4 separate regions of the Mus musculus genome follow, and regions 1, 2 and 4 are each linked to region 3. Evidence: chromatin contacts called from public HiCAR-type, HiChIP or PLAC-seq and promoter capture Hi-C data. All regions are on one chromosome and are shown on one strand. The core of a region is the stretch at or near the end of the contact, and the rest is flanking DNA. Distances in the headings are between cores, read along the strand shown.

Evidence for each region. Promoter capture Hi-C pulls out the DNA fragments that hold promoters and counts their contacts. HiCAR-type assays count read pairs that join an accessible place to other places. HiChIP or PLAC-seq counts read pairs in DNA pulled down with a chosen protein or histone mark.
Region 1: a HiCAR-type map of astrocytes shows a contact between it and region 3, with 4 times the contacts expected there. The contact joins the promoter of Syne2 here to the promoter of Hif1a in region 3. A contact is called at or near these places in 3 of 39 promoter capture datasets (cranial neural crest, hippocampal neurons and pre-B cells) and 2 of 115 datasets of contacts at active chromatin or transcription factors (astrocytes and pancreatic cancer cells).
Region 2: a promoter capture Hi-C map of the 3T3-L1 cell line shows a contact between it and region 3, with 2.8 times the contacts expected there. The contact joins the enhancer-like site here to the promoter of Hif1a in region 3. A contact is called at or near these places in 5 of 39 promoter capture datasets (the 3T3-L1 cell line, cranial neural crest, embryonic stem cells and 1 more).
Region 4: a contact with region 3 is called in an H3K4me3 HiChIP or PLAC-seq map of stem cell-derived neural progenitor cells, with 5 times the contacts expected there. The contact joins the promoter of Sgpp1 here to the promoter of Hif1a in region 3. A contact is called at or near these places in 4 of 39 promoter capture datasets (the 3T3-L1 cell line, cranial neural crest, hippocampal neurons and 1 more) and 2 of 115 datasets of contacts at active chromatin or transcription factors (large pre-B cells and stem cell-derived neural progenitor cells).

What each region holds. Positions count from the first base shown.
Region 1 is chr12:75,816,650-75,819,597 of GRCm38.p6, reverse strand. It overlaps Syne2 (spectrin repeat containing, nuclear envelope 2), which reads right to left and starts at 1,280. Exons shown (of 116, transcript NM_001005510.2): 1 at 1,120-1,280. Gm40447 (collagen alpha-1(II) chain-like) reads left to right here. Exons shown (of 7, transcript XM_011244246.1): 1 at 1-101; 2 at 247-1,689. The coding sequence ends at 1,515.
Region 2 is chr12:75,368,260-75,371,000 of GRCm38.p6, reverse strand. The region is part of intron 1 of Rhoj (ras homolog family member J); the gene reads right to left. Among named protein-coding and RNA genes, the nearest start is that of Gm34613, 46 kb to the left of the region's middle. Within about 2 kb of position 1,255, at least 33 of the 459 cell types and tissues checked have an H3K27ac peak or open chromatin away from gene starts, as enhancers often do.
Region 3 is chr12:73,906,460-73,909,159 of GRCm38.p6, reverse strand. Hif1a (hypoxia inducible factor 1, alpha subunit) reads right to left here and starts at 1,293. Exons shown (of 15, transcript NM_010431.2): 1 at 836-1,293. The coding sequence starts at 870.
Region 4 is chr12:75,734,407-75,737,370 of GRCm38.p6, reverse strand. Sgpp1 (sphingosine-1-phosphate phosphatase 1) reads left to right here and starts at 1,642. Exons shown (of 3, transcript NM_030750.3): 1 at 1,642-2,458. The coding sequence starts at 1,808.

The sequences.
Region 1 (2,948 bases), core at 31-2,530, 1.9 Mb before region 3:
GGCCAGGTCTGCTTAACTGTGCCCCCACCCGAACATTCGAGCTCAGCCACAGAATTACCTCCAGCAAGAGCTTTGGGGGATGGAAACTTTTAGGGAAGCAGGTGGAGTTGCTTCAAATAAAACTTTTCAAACATTTGTTAAGTCCCACGGTTACTGAGAGCCTCCCCGGTTTGCCTCGAGCTACTACATGGTGCCTGTGCACAACCGCGCCTGCTGCCACTCCGTCCCGACGCTCCCTTCCACTAGGGGAGGGGAAAACAACTTTCGGAAATAAGGCGCGTCCACAAAGGCAAGTGTTACACTGGACTTCTCCACCTCCATCTCAGGCAGCGGCTCCTGTGGCCAGCAGCCCTGGATGCAATCCACGGGCCCCCTCCCACACTGGGCATCTTTTCAGACCTCAAGAGAGAGACCGTAAGGAGGACCAGGTGCTACCGTCAGACCCTAAAGGCAATTGTACAGACAACAAAGACCGCAAGCGATCAAAATGGAATTATAATCCCCGCGGTCCCAGCGCCCCCTCTCCGCCCGCCGAGACTCAGGGCCGCCGCGCCCGCCTCTTCTCTTCCAACGCAAGGGTCCCGCGTCCTGTCCACAGTGTGCGCCCCGGCTGCAGGTTCTCCGGTCCCCGGGGCTAGCCTCCCGCCGCCCGTGGTTTTGCAATCTCTGCGCCGCGGCTTCAGTGTTCTAACACCCGGTTCGAAATCTTTCCCGCCCAGGCGTGACGCGAGGAATGCAAACAATCAGCCGAGCGCGCCCGCCTGGACCGGGATAGGGGGACAGTGGGGAGTCCCGGGGCCGAGCTGGGTGCACCCGCGGGCCGGGCCCGGAGGTGACACAAAGAAGCCCGGGACACCAACGCCAATCGCTGGCGCTCGCCGCGATCCCCAGGGTGCCCCGCCCGCCGCTAAGTTTACAGCGCCCCGCGCGCCCCGCTGTCCCCTCCCGGGTGAAGTTTCCCACGGCCCAGCTGGGAGCCGGGCATCCAGAGACTCCCGTGGGCCCCCCGGGCTCCCCGCTGGGCTCTGGGGACTCCGCAGGGCTCGTGCCCGCCTCTTCCCCGCCCTCCCGCTCTCGCAGGGCGCTTTAGGGCGCGGAGCCCCCCGCGGCTGCGCTCACCGTTGTCTGCCCGGCCGGGAGGCGAGGGCCGGAGTTCGACCCGACCTACTCCGCGCCCCCCTCGCCTCGCTGCCTCGATGGCGCCCCTCGATCGCTCTCCCGCTCGCTCTTCCGTGCGGCCGAAGGCTTGCGGCGCAGCCGAGCGCGCTCCGCTCTGGACTGGAGGCTACAGACCACGCCCCGCGCCCTCCCGGCCCGCCCAGTCCCGCGCTCGCCGCCGCCCGGAGCAGCGCACTGGGGGCGGAGCCGCCTCCCTGCGGCCACCGCAACTTTCCCTCCGCCTTACAGACCCTTGCAGGTGGCGGGAGTGAGGAACTAACTCCGAACGCAGGTTCACGAGCCTCCGCCTCCGTGCCTACCCGCAGCTGGAGACAAAGGGGAGGCCGACTCTCCTAGAACACTTTTCAGGCGGGTTTCACTTCTTCACGGTGGGTGGATGCCTAGATCTACAAATCAGCGAGCCGACCGCGATCCGGTCCTTGAACCCAGGTGGAGCCTTAGAGAAACATGGACTTTTCATCGGCTTCTTAAGAGTGTCAGGAAGCCCAGACCTCGACCTCACCTACGGAGGTAAGATAAGGAGGTGCTTATTTAACAATGCAGATAAGTGACACCCCCCACCCTATTTCCCTGTCCCCCCCCCCCCCGCCCCGCGCGTGCCAGCCTGCAGGATGGGCTGAGGAGAGCCGCCTCAAACAACGACATTCAGGAGAAAGTGGGTCCCTGGGAATCTGTCCTGTAGGTGTCAGTTGGATTTTCCAGCAAATTACTCAATCCTGTGAACTCAGGATGACATCACCTGACTCCCACTCGCGTTTCGAGTCGCTGTTATAGTATTAAGACTCTTGAAGTCAGACACCAACGCATCACTTCACTGTTAAATCACAAAGAGGCAGTGGCCTGAGTTTCTATCGCAATCAAATTTAACTTCATGCAAGTCCCGCCTCATGCATATTGTGTAGCTGCAGAATCTTATCTGGATTGCTTAGTGCGCTACTGATGGCCCAAATTAAATGGTAAGGGTCGAAGATTAAAAGTTTGACGACAGTGGGTTCAGCTAATCCATGTTTCCGGGAAACGTAGGTTTTAATTCTATCCACACTCTCCTCTCTGCGAGTATTGAGGTGACACAAGTAAACTGTGAAAATACATGCTTTATTGTCTTTTTTCGCCGTACTATATCTGCATGGCATTTCTTGTATTCTAGGTTCACTCTGACCTTCCAAGTTCTTAGACTATTTGCTATGCATCCCGTAATGGCTTGGTGGGCGGAGCTCGAGGTGTGGTTCAGTGGGTAGCCTGCTTGCCTAGCTTTGATCCTCAGCACTTCATATAAACATGAAGTGATGGTGCCCACTTGTAATCCAACACTCAGGAGGTGGGGACAGGAGGATTGGGAAATCAAGGCTTGCCTCAGCCACATAGCAAGTCTGAGACCACGATGGGGTACAAAAGACTTTCTCAAAAAATATTTTTTCAAATATATATATTTCAAAATAAATATATAGAATTATATTATTTATCACATATTATATATGAATTATATGCTGTAGAATATATATATGTATTTATAGTTTGCAGCGTGATCTGCTTGTCAGAGTCCTAACAGTTGGAGCAGGAGCTGACTCTGACTCTTTTGCCTGCTTTTGGGACACTTTTTCTCCTACTGGGTTGTCTCATTCAGCCTTAATACAAGTGGAGGTGCCTAGTCTTATTGCAACTTGATATGCCATGTTTGGTTGGTATCCAAGGAAACCCTGACCTTTTTTAAGAGAAACACAGAGGAATAGTTACAGGCAGAGGGGAGATGGGGGAGGGACTGGGAGGAG
Region 2 (2,741 bases), core at 6-2,505, 1.5 Mb before region 3:
TGGTCTGAAGTTCTCTATCTTTGTTGGGTCTTTCTGTGGTTTAGGTATCAGAGTAATTGTGGCTTCATAGGATGAATTGGGTAGGGTACCTTCTGCTTCTATTTTGTGGAATAGTTTGTGCAGAACTGGAATTAGATCTTCTTTGAAGGTCTGATAGAACTCTGCACTAAACCCATCTGGTCCTGGGCTTTTTTTGGTTGGGAAACTATTAATGACTGCTTCTATTTCTTTAGGGGATATAGGACTGTTTAGATCATTAACCTGGTCCTGATTTAACTTTGGTACCTGGTATCTGTCTAGAAATTTGTCCATTTCATCCAGGTTTTCCAGTTTTGTTGAGTATAGCCTTTTGTAGAAGGATCTGATGGTGTTTTGGATTTCTTCAGGATCTATTGTTTTGTCTTCCTTTTCATTTCTGATTTTGTTAATTAGGATGCTTTCCCTGTGCCCTCTAGTGAGTCTGGCTAAGGGTTTATCTATCTTGTTGATTTTCTCAAAGAACCAGCTCCTCGTTTGGTTGATTCTTTGAATAGTCCTTCTTGTTTCCACTTGGTTGATTTCACCCCTGAGTTTGATTATTTCCTGCCGTCTACTCCTCTTGGGTGAATTTGCTTCCTTTTTTCTAGAGCTTTTAGGTGTGTTGTCAAGCTGCTAGTGTGTGCTCTCTCTAGCTTCTTTTTGAGGCACTCAGAGCTATGACTTTCCCTCTTAGAAATGCTTTCATTGTGTCCCATAAGTTTGAGTATGTTGTGGCTTCATTTTCATTAAATCTAAAAAGTCTTTAATTTCTTTCTTTATTCCTTCCTTGACCAAGGTATCATTGAGAAGAGCGTTGTTCAGTTTCCACGTGAATGTTGGCTTTCTACTATTTATGTTGTTATTGAAGATCAGCCTTAGTCCATGGTGATCTGATAGGATGCATGGGACAATTTCAATATTTTTGTTTCTGTTGAGGCCTGTTCTGTGACCAATTATATGGTCAATTTTGGAGAAGGTACCATGAGATGCTGAGAAGAAGGTATATCCTTTTGTTTTAGGATAAAATTTTCTGTAGATATCTGATAAATCCATTTGTTTCATAACTTCTGTTAGTTTCACTGTGGAAATGGGTTCTTTAAAGACCAGTTGCTTACCTAGTCATGGATCAAGAATGAATGGAAGAACTCCAGTTATTACAACATGGAATTTCCTGCCTCCAGTGAGCTGGGTTCATGGAGGTCAGGGCTGCTGTTCATGAGATCCTGCACACTGTTCTGTGACCCACAGGCCCAGGACCAAGAGCAGGCAAGCCTTAGAAGCCGAACCATCCCAGAGGCCATACTGAATACTGCAAATATTCCTAAGCAGTGGCTGTGACCTTTGTCACTAGAGTCCTGCTAGCCCAGCTCACACCCCCCTTTTCTTAGAGAACAGTTATTCCCCTCAGTTCCTTTTCCTTTGGCCCCCTCCTTTTCTCCTTGGCAGCTGGGACTCTAGGGAGTTCCACCAGGCCTGAGATAAGTGTGAGCAAGGTCCATTAAGCCGGCATTGGAGAGTCTGCATCCTGCCCCCCTTTCCTGGGCTGAGCTCAATATTGGAAAGAGAGAGAACAGATGCAGAACAAGTAAAAAATGTAGCCACGAGCAGTGTAGTATGCACAGGGTAGTGCAGAAGGCTGGGAGCATGGCTGAGCATGTGTGCATTTATACACTATGCCAGCATTTGGTCAGAGAAGGCTTTCTGGTGGAGATGTCTAAACCGAGTCTGTATGGTTGACCCTGTGTTTCCCAGGCTGTTGTGGATCTCCTATCAGCGTTTATTCTGAAAGCTTCATCAGGCTCCTAAAGTCCTTTGGCTAAGAAAATGGAAAGAAAAAAATGACGAGAATTTCCCTGAGTTAAGGTGGAATGGTGGTGGTGGTAGTGGTGGTGGCGGTGGCAGCAGCGGCAGCGGTGGCGGCTGTGGCAGCGGCGGTGGTGGGGAGAAGACAGTTGGGCAGTGGGGAGGAGACAGTTGTTGGTGTGGAAACGTGGTGGATTTTCAGTGTTGCTCTGTGAGCGCTGGAGGGATGCTAAAATCAGGGCTTAGGGCTTGTGTCCTTATCTTGGAGAGCCTCTTTATCTCCCTTTCCTGTTTCTGCTGGAGGACATCAGGGATGTCAGAGATAGAAGTCAATATCAGTTGTACAAGACAAGGCTTTGTGAGTCCTGGACCAGCAGTGGATGCCTTACTGCTTGCCAACCTGTGTCCCATGAGGCTCCGCAGCTTGGCAAGGAATTAGTCAACAACTCCACGGAAGGAAAGTACTGCCACCAAGTGTTAGCCATCCATGAAATGAGGTCACAGCAGGGTTGTTCGCCCCAGACCGCTCTGCCTTTGATTCCTTTCCATTGCTTTCCATCATTAGAGCAACCTTGGGGATACCATCAAGTATCCCTAAATCCTGTGTTTGTTTTCTACTAAAAACCGGTCCAGGTGATAGAAGGAGAGAACTGGCTACCACAGATTATCTTCTGACCTCCGGGAGTGTGCTGTGGCATGCCCCTCCCCTCCCCTAAATCAATGTAGCAAGAGTGTGGAATCATAGAGCGTTTGTGAGGAGGATGTGGAAGGAGATAATATCCAACTTATTTCACAGTAGATGCTGAAGAAATGTACCCAATAAGTGCCCTTTCTGAGGCCAGCCTGTCTTCCTTCCTGATTACCTTGTGCATATGAACTGTCACACGGTGGGATCTACACTGTGGGCCACTAGTTACTTT
Region 3 (2,700 bases), core at 44-2,543:
AGATGTTTCATAAACTTACACTGAATTCTCATGGAAGATTTCACACTTCAGATGTATGGTTTTTGGAAACAATTCTTTTCAGGTGTTCCAATAAATTTTCAGTATTTTAACCGACGGCTTTCATCATATATAGCCCCCACTCCATGAAATTACCGGCCTAAATTTAACCAAAACTATCCGTAAGTTATTTTCAGGAGTGAACGAGGCAGCCACATATTGATACATAACGTCTGGGCTCTCCTGACAGGTGATGCAAACACAAGTTTGTAGAAATTGGAAGTTGTTTACAATGATGCCATTTTCCTAAATTCCCGTTACTCTGATGGAGGCAAGTTTTTCCAGATTACAACCAAACCCGCACGTGCAAACTAGAAAGTTAGCGTCTTCGGGCCCCCAGAAGAAACTCCCTAACCTACAAAGGCAACGGCGGCCGCGGCGCAGCGAGGCGGCTCGGGGGAGCCCCGGGTCGGCCTCGGAGGGCCTCGACCCCAGGAAGCTGGCAGCGCGCACAGGGTCCGCCCGGGGCCCGCTGCTCGCGGCTAACGCGGAGGACGGGGAGGGAAGGCGCGGGAGCTAGAGGCGTACTCGGCCCTGGCCGGCTCGGCCGGATGGGCGCGCGGGGCAGGCTGGGCTGCGACGGCGCGGGGCGGGTGTCCGGGGCGGAGACCCCAGCCCCGCCGAGCGCAGGGCCCGCGACTCCCACCCCCAGCGCCAAGATGGCGACGTGGACCGCGGGGGAGCCCGGCGCGTGAGGCTGGGGGGGACGGAAGGGGAGCGGAGACAAAAAAAAAAAAAAAAAAAAAGCCAGTCCACGGAACGCGGCGGCCCGGCTTACTTTTTCTTCTCGTTCTCGCCGCCGGCGCCCTCCATGGCGAATCGGTGCCCGCGTTGTCTTCCCGGCCGGCGGCCCCCGGGCTCGCTCGGGCCTAAACGCCGGCTCTGTCCGCGCGCGCGGAGAAAGAGACAAGTCCAGAGGCGGGGTGGGAGGCGGGACGCCCCCCGGGACGGCGAGGCGGGAGCTGCAGGCTGCGCTCGCTGAGCTCCGGCTCGGGTTCCTAGGCGCTCCTCCGGCTAGCTTGTCAAGGCCTGGCTAGACACTGCCCGCGACGGCGGCGAGGACAGTCCTCGCGTCCCCTCAGCCGAGGAGGCTCTGTGCACTGAGGCGCTGAAGCAGCGGCAGGGGGCGGGCAAGGGCGGAGGCGCGCTCGGGCGCGCGGCGAGGGGAGGGAAAAGCCGAGGGGTGCGCGCGCCCGCTCAGCACCCAACGCGCGCGCCCGCGGGCCCGCCTCACCTGAGCGGAGGCGGGTTCCCGGAGAGCCAATGGTGAAGGACGCAGGCGGCCAGGCCCCACCCCAGCCCACGTTGCTCTCAGCCAATCAGGAGGAGGTCAGCTGAGCCCCAGCTGGGACGAGCTGCCCCGCTCACGTGCTTGTCTGTGTGCAGCTAGGGAGGGAAGAAAAAGGGGCGAGCGACGGGTGCGGCTGAGCCCAGGTCTGGGGGTGGGGGGGTCTCTGCACCTTCAATGGAAAGCTGCGTCTGGCTTTGGGAGGCGCTGCTGGAGCGAGTGGGCTGCCAAGCTTGGGTCCGAGCCTGGCTCGCACCGCCCCGGCTCTCTATAGAGTTCTCTGAGGCTCGCTTACTCCTTAGCTGCGTGGCTGGACCCGGTCGCCGCCCATCCCGCCCGAGTTTCCAGTTGAAAAAAAAAAAGCCAACTTTGCGTTCTGGCAGCCAGCCCCCCTGATGTTAGAGTGGGGTCCCTCCTTCCCAGGTGACCGACACCACTCAGTCTCCAGTCTCCGCTCTTTGCTACACAACAAGGGAAGTCTCCAAGTGATTAAGATTTTCTGGGCCAAAGTTTGACTACTGAGCAAATGCAGATAAAAATATAAAACAAATCCGTCTTGCCAAACCTCTCAAGGGGAGGGAAGTTGCAGGGCCATTTAAAAATAAACTATCTTAAGCATTTACAAATAAACAACAGCTTCAATAAGTGAGAGCACAAGCCTGAATTTGACAAGACAGGAAAAGGCATTGAATAGACTTATTTTGCTTTCATGTTGCTTTAAAAACTGACAAAGATCATCTTAAATGGATGCAGAAAAGGTGCAAGAATTGTTTCAGACTGAGTTTAGTTCACTGTTTAGACTGAAAGAAGAACAAGTCCTTCAACCTACAGACCTTGACAGGACTGCTCACCGGCTATGCTGGGAGCTATGGATTAAAGCCATCATTTTTAGTCGGTCTTTGGAAGCATAAATGTTAGGTCTGTGGGTATGGTGTGTGTTTGTTTTAAAAGTATTCCAAGCCCAACAAAGGAACACTTCGTGCCCGTGTGTGTACACACACACACACACACACACACACACACACACACACGTGTTATAGACACAACTGAGTCTGAATCTGGGGTCTCTGAAACTGACCTGACACTAGACTGTTTAGTATCTCTTCTTTGCCTTGTTAGTACATTGTTACAATCTAACTTTGGGTTGTATAATAATGTAGATATCTATGGTACATTTAAATTGCATTCAAATCCAAAAACAATGCCCTCTAGAAATACACATAATGTCCAGGTCTAATAAGACAATAAACAATGCATGAAGCAACTCAATACTCATAAAGATATGATTACAGCTGGAGATTTAGCTCGGTAGTAGAGGAGTGGTCTAGCATGCACAAGGCCCTGGCTTCAAAAAA
Region 4 (2,964 bases), core at 393-2,892, 1.8 Mb before region 3:
GTATCCAGGTTACATAGTTAGACCCTAGGGGTGGAGGGGACATATAAAAAATTATGTGTGATGTCCATCCTGTAACCCTACAATTTGGTGGTCTGGGGTTTCAAGACAAACAAAATACTCAGTTGTAGCAAACACCTGTTAGCTCAGTACTTGAAAATCAGACTTGGTCTCCACAGCAAGTTTCTGGCCAGCATAGCATGTTTTATTATAGATTATTTTTGCCAAATGCTAATAATGGTCTTTATTATTCAGAAACATCAACTAATAACACTACTCTGTGTATGTTCTGCTGGGCCCAAACTCAGAGCTTCCTGCTTGCTGGCTAAGAAGAGACACCCATAGCAAACCATGGTTACTTTGTATACCATTCTTCAGGCCCAGTATTCCTTTTCTCATGCTTGTCTGCTTTCCTAGGCTGTAAACGCTTTTACTTATTTTGATACAGTATCTTGTTATGAAGCCCCAGCTGTCCTCAAACTCCAAATCTTCCCATGTCAGCCTCCAAGCGCTGGGATTCGTCTGTGCTCCCTCAACCTTTCCAACCTCAGCAATTCCAGGGCCAGGGACTCGAGGCAATCCTCTTTATGACTGCAGCAAGTGGAATAGGAGGAGCTGGGAAGCAATCTTTCTTGGGAAATGAAACTATTTCTCATGGCTTACCAGCATGGAGCATTTTCCAGCCTCTTTCTTGGAAGTAGTTCAGTCTTTAATTATAGACATTCGTTTGCCTTGACTGAAAATAACTTCCTGGAATTAAAACTTTGAAATCTTTTAATAAAATCGGATCCATCTAGAAGTTAAAGTCAAGTTTGTGACTTGCAAGACAATCCTGTTAAGATTCTAGTTCAGCCTATCAGATTCCAAGTTCAAACCTGGCATGGTGCCCCAGTAACCCCGAGTCTTGGGGGGCTTCACCAGAAGGATCAACAGTTCAGGGCTAGCCTTAACTACATAGCAAGGCTGAGGCCAATCTCGGCTAAATGATATACCCTGGTTCAAAAACAAAAACAAAACAAAACAAACAACAACAACAAAACAAAAACAAAAACAAAAAAACAAACAAACAAAAAAACAAACCCGAAACTCACAAAAAGAAAACGATAAAAGACAAAACAAAAAATACCCTCAGAATTCTCCACGCTACATTCTCCCACTAACTATGTGTTCTGAGCAATCTTGCTAAGTGCTAGAATTTATTAAGGAAATTTTACACCTAAATTCGCTTAAGAGACGTATGTGATGAGTGACAGTCAGATTTTACTTGGTAGGTGACTGGCTTTTCCTTTGCAGACCACAGCTGTGTCAGCGATCACATACCCAGGCTCTGTCCTGGATTATCTACGGTTTTCTAATCTTGCCACCGCTGGTCAATTGGCACGTGGCTTTCCGGACATCAACCATCCGAGACAGCTCTGAAATTAGTTGCTAATTAATGGCGTGAGTCGGACGATTCCGGTTTCGCGGCGGTTACTTTGCCTCCATTCATCACGCCCCAATTGATTCCAGGCTAATAAAAGCCGCGGGCAGCTCCTGGGTCACCAGCCCTGCCTAGACCCGCACTGTTCTTCGCACAGCAACCAGGAGCACCGGGAGGCGGGGCTTCGGCGACAGCTCCGGGCTGCGCGCGCGGCGCGGGCCTCCGTGAGCGCGCCAGGGGAGGGGCGCGCGGGGCGCAGGGCGCGCGCGGCGGCCGCTGCGGCCTGTTGGCGCGGTCGCCGGCAGCCTCGAGCGAGTCGAGCTAGGCACCGTGGCGGCTGTGGCTGGCGAGGAGCGCGTGGCCGGATCAATTCCCGAGTGGCCCGCGACCATGTCCCTGGGGCAGCGGCTGGCTCTGCTGGCCAGCCGTCTGCAGGAGCCGCAGCGGGTGGCGAGCTTCCAGCGTCTGTGTGGGGTGGAGGTGCCGCTCAGCAGCCCGGCGGCGGACGAGGATGCAGAGACCGAGGTTCGCGGAGCCCCGGGAGAACCCCGGCGACGGGGACGGCAGCCGGGCGCTGAGGACAGCCCCGCCAAGGCGGACTGCTGCGGTGCCCCGAACGGCGTGCGCAACGGGCTGGCGGCCGAGCCGGGCCCGACCGGGCCCCGCCGCGCGGGCTCGCAGCGCCGCAACTCGTTGACGGGCGAGGAGGGCGAGCTGGTCAAAGTGAGCAACTTGCCGCTCTACTACCTGTTCTGCTTAGGCACGGAACTGGGCAACGAGCTCTTCTACATCTTATTCTTCCCCTTCTGGATCTGGAATCTCGACCCCTTTGTGGGCCGGAGGCTGGTGATCATCTGGGTGCTGGTCATGTACCTGGGCCAGTGCACCAAGGACATCATCCGCTGGCCACGGCCGGCCTCGCCGCCTGTCATCAAGCTGGAGGTCTTCTACAACTCGGAATACAGCATGCCCTCCACGCATGCCATGTCAGGCACCGCCATCCCCATCGCCATGTTCCTGCTCACCTATGGCCGCTGGCAGGTACGCTGTGCCCCTCAGCTCCACGGTCGAGTTTCCAGTGCTTTCTGAACTTTCTTTTTCCCCTTTTTTTAAAAATTTGCCTCTTCCCGTCCAAAACCCCAACCCACAGGTTCTCACAGTACCCACGCAGGTCCTGTCAGAGTTCTAGAAAATTAACTGATGACGGTTCTTAAACACTAAACTGTATTTTAATACAGTTGGGTATAGTTTCTTAGACCCCCACCCCCCAAGGAAACACTTTTCGTGCATTGAATCCTTGAGCTTAGACTGAGTTTTTAAACTTAGTTCGTCTGATGCACAGTGGTGATTCAGTGTACTTAAAATGAAACACTTGGTAACTGAGACCCGGTTTCACTGCAATACATGGTGTTTACAATGTAAAATTAAAGAGTGTTTTCAAAACAGTAGTATAATTTCGGCACAGGCACATTCCAAGCACTAAAGTAATGACAGTTAAGAAAAAAAGCCGAAAGGTAAAGGAACAGAATCTAGATGAGTTCGTCGTA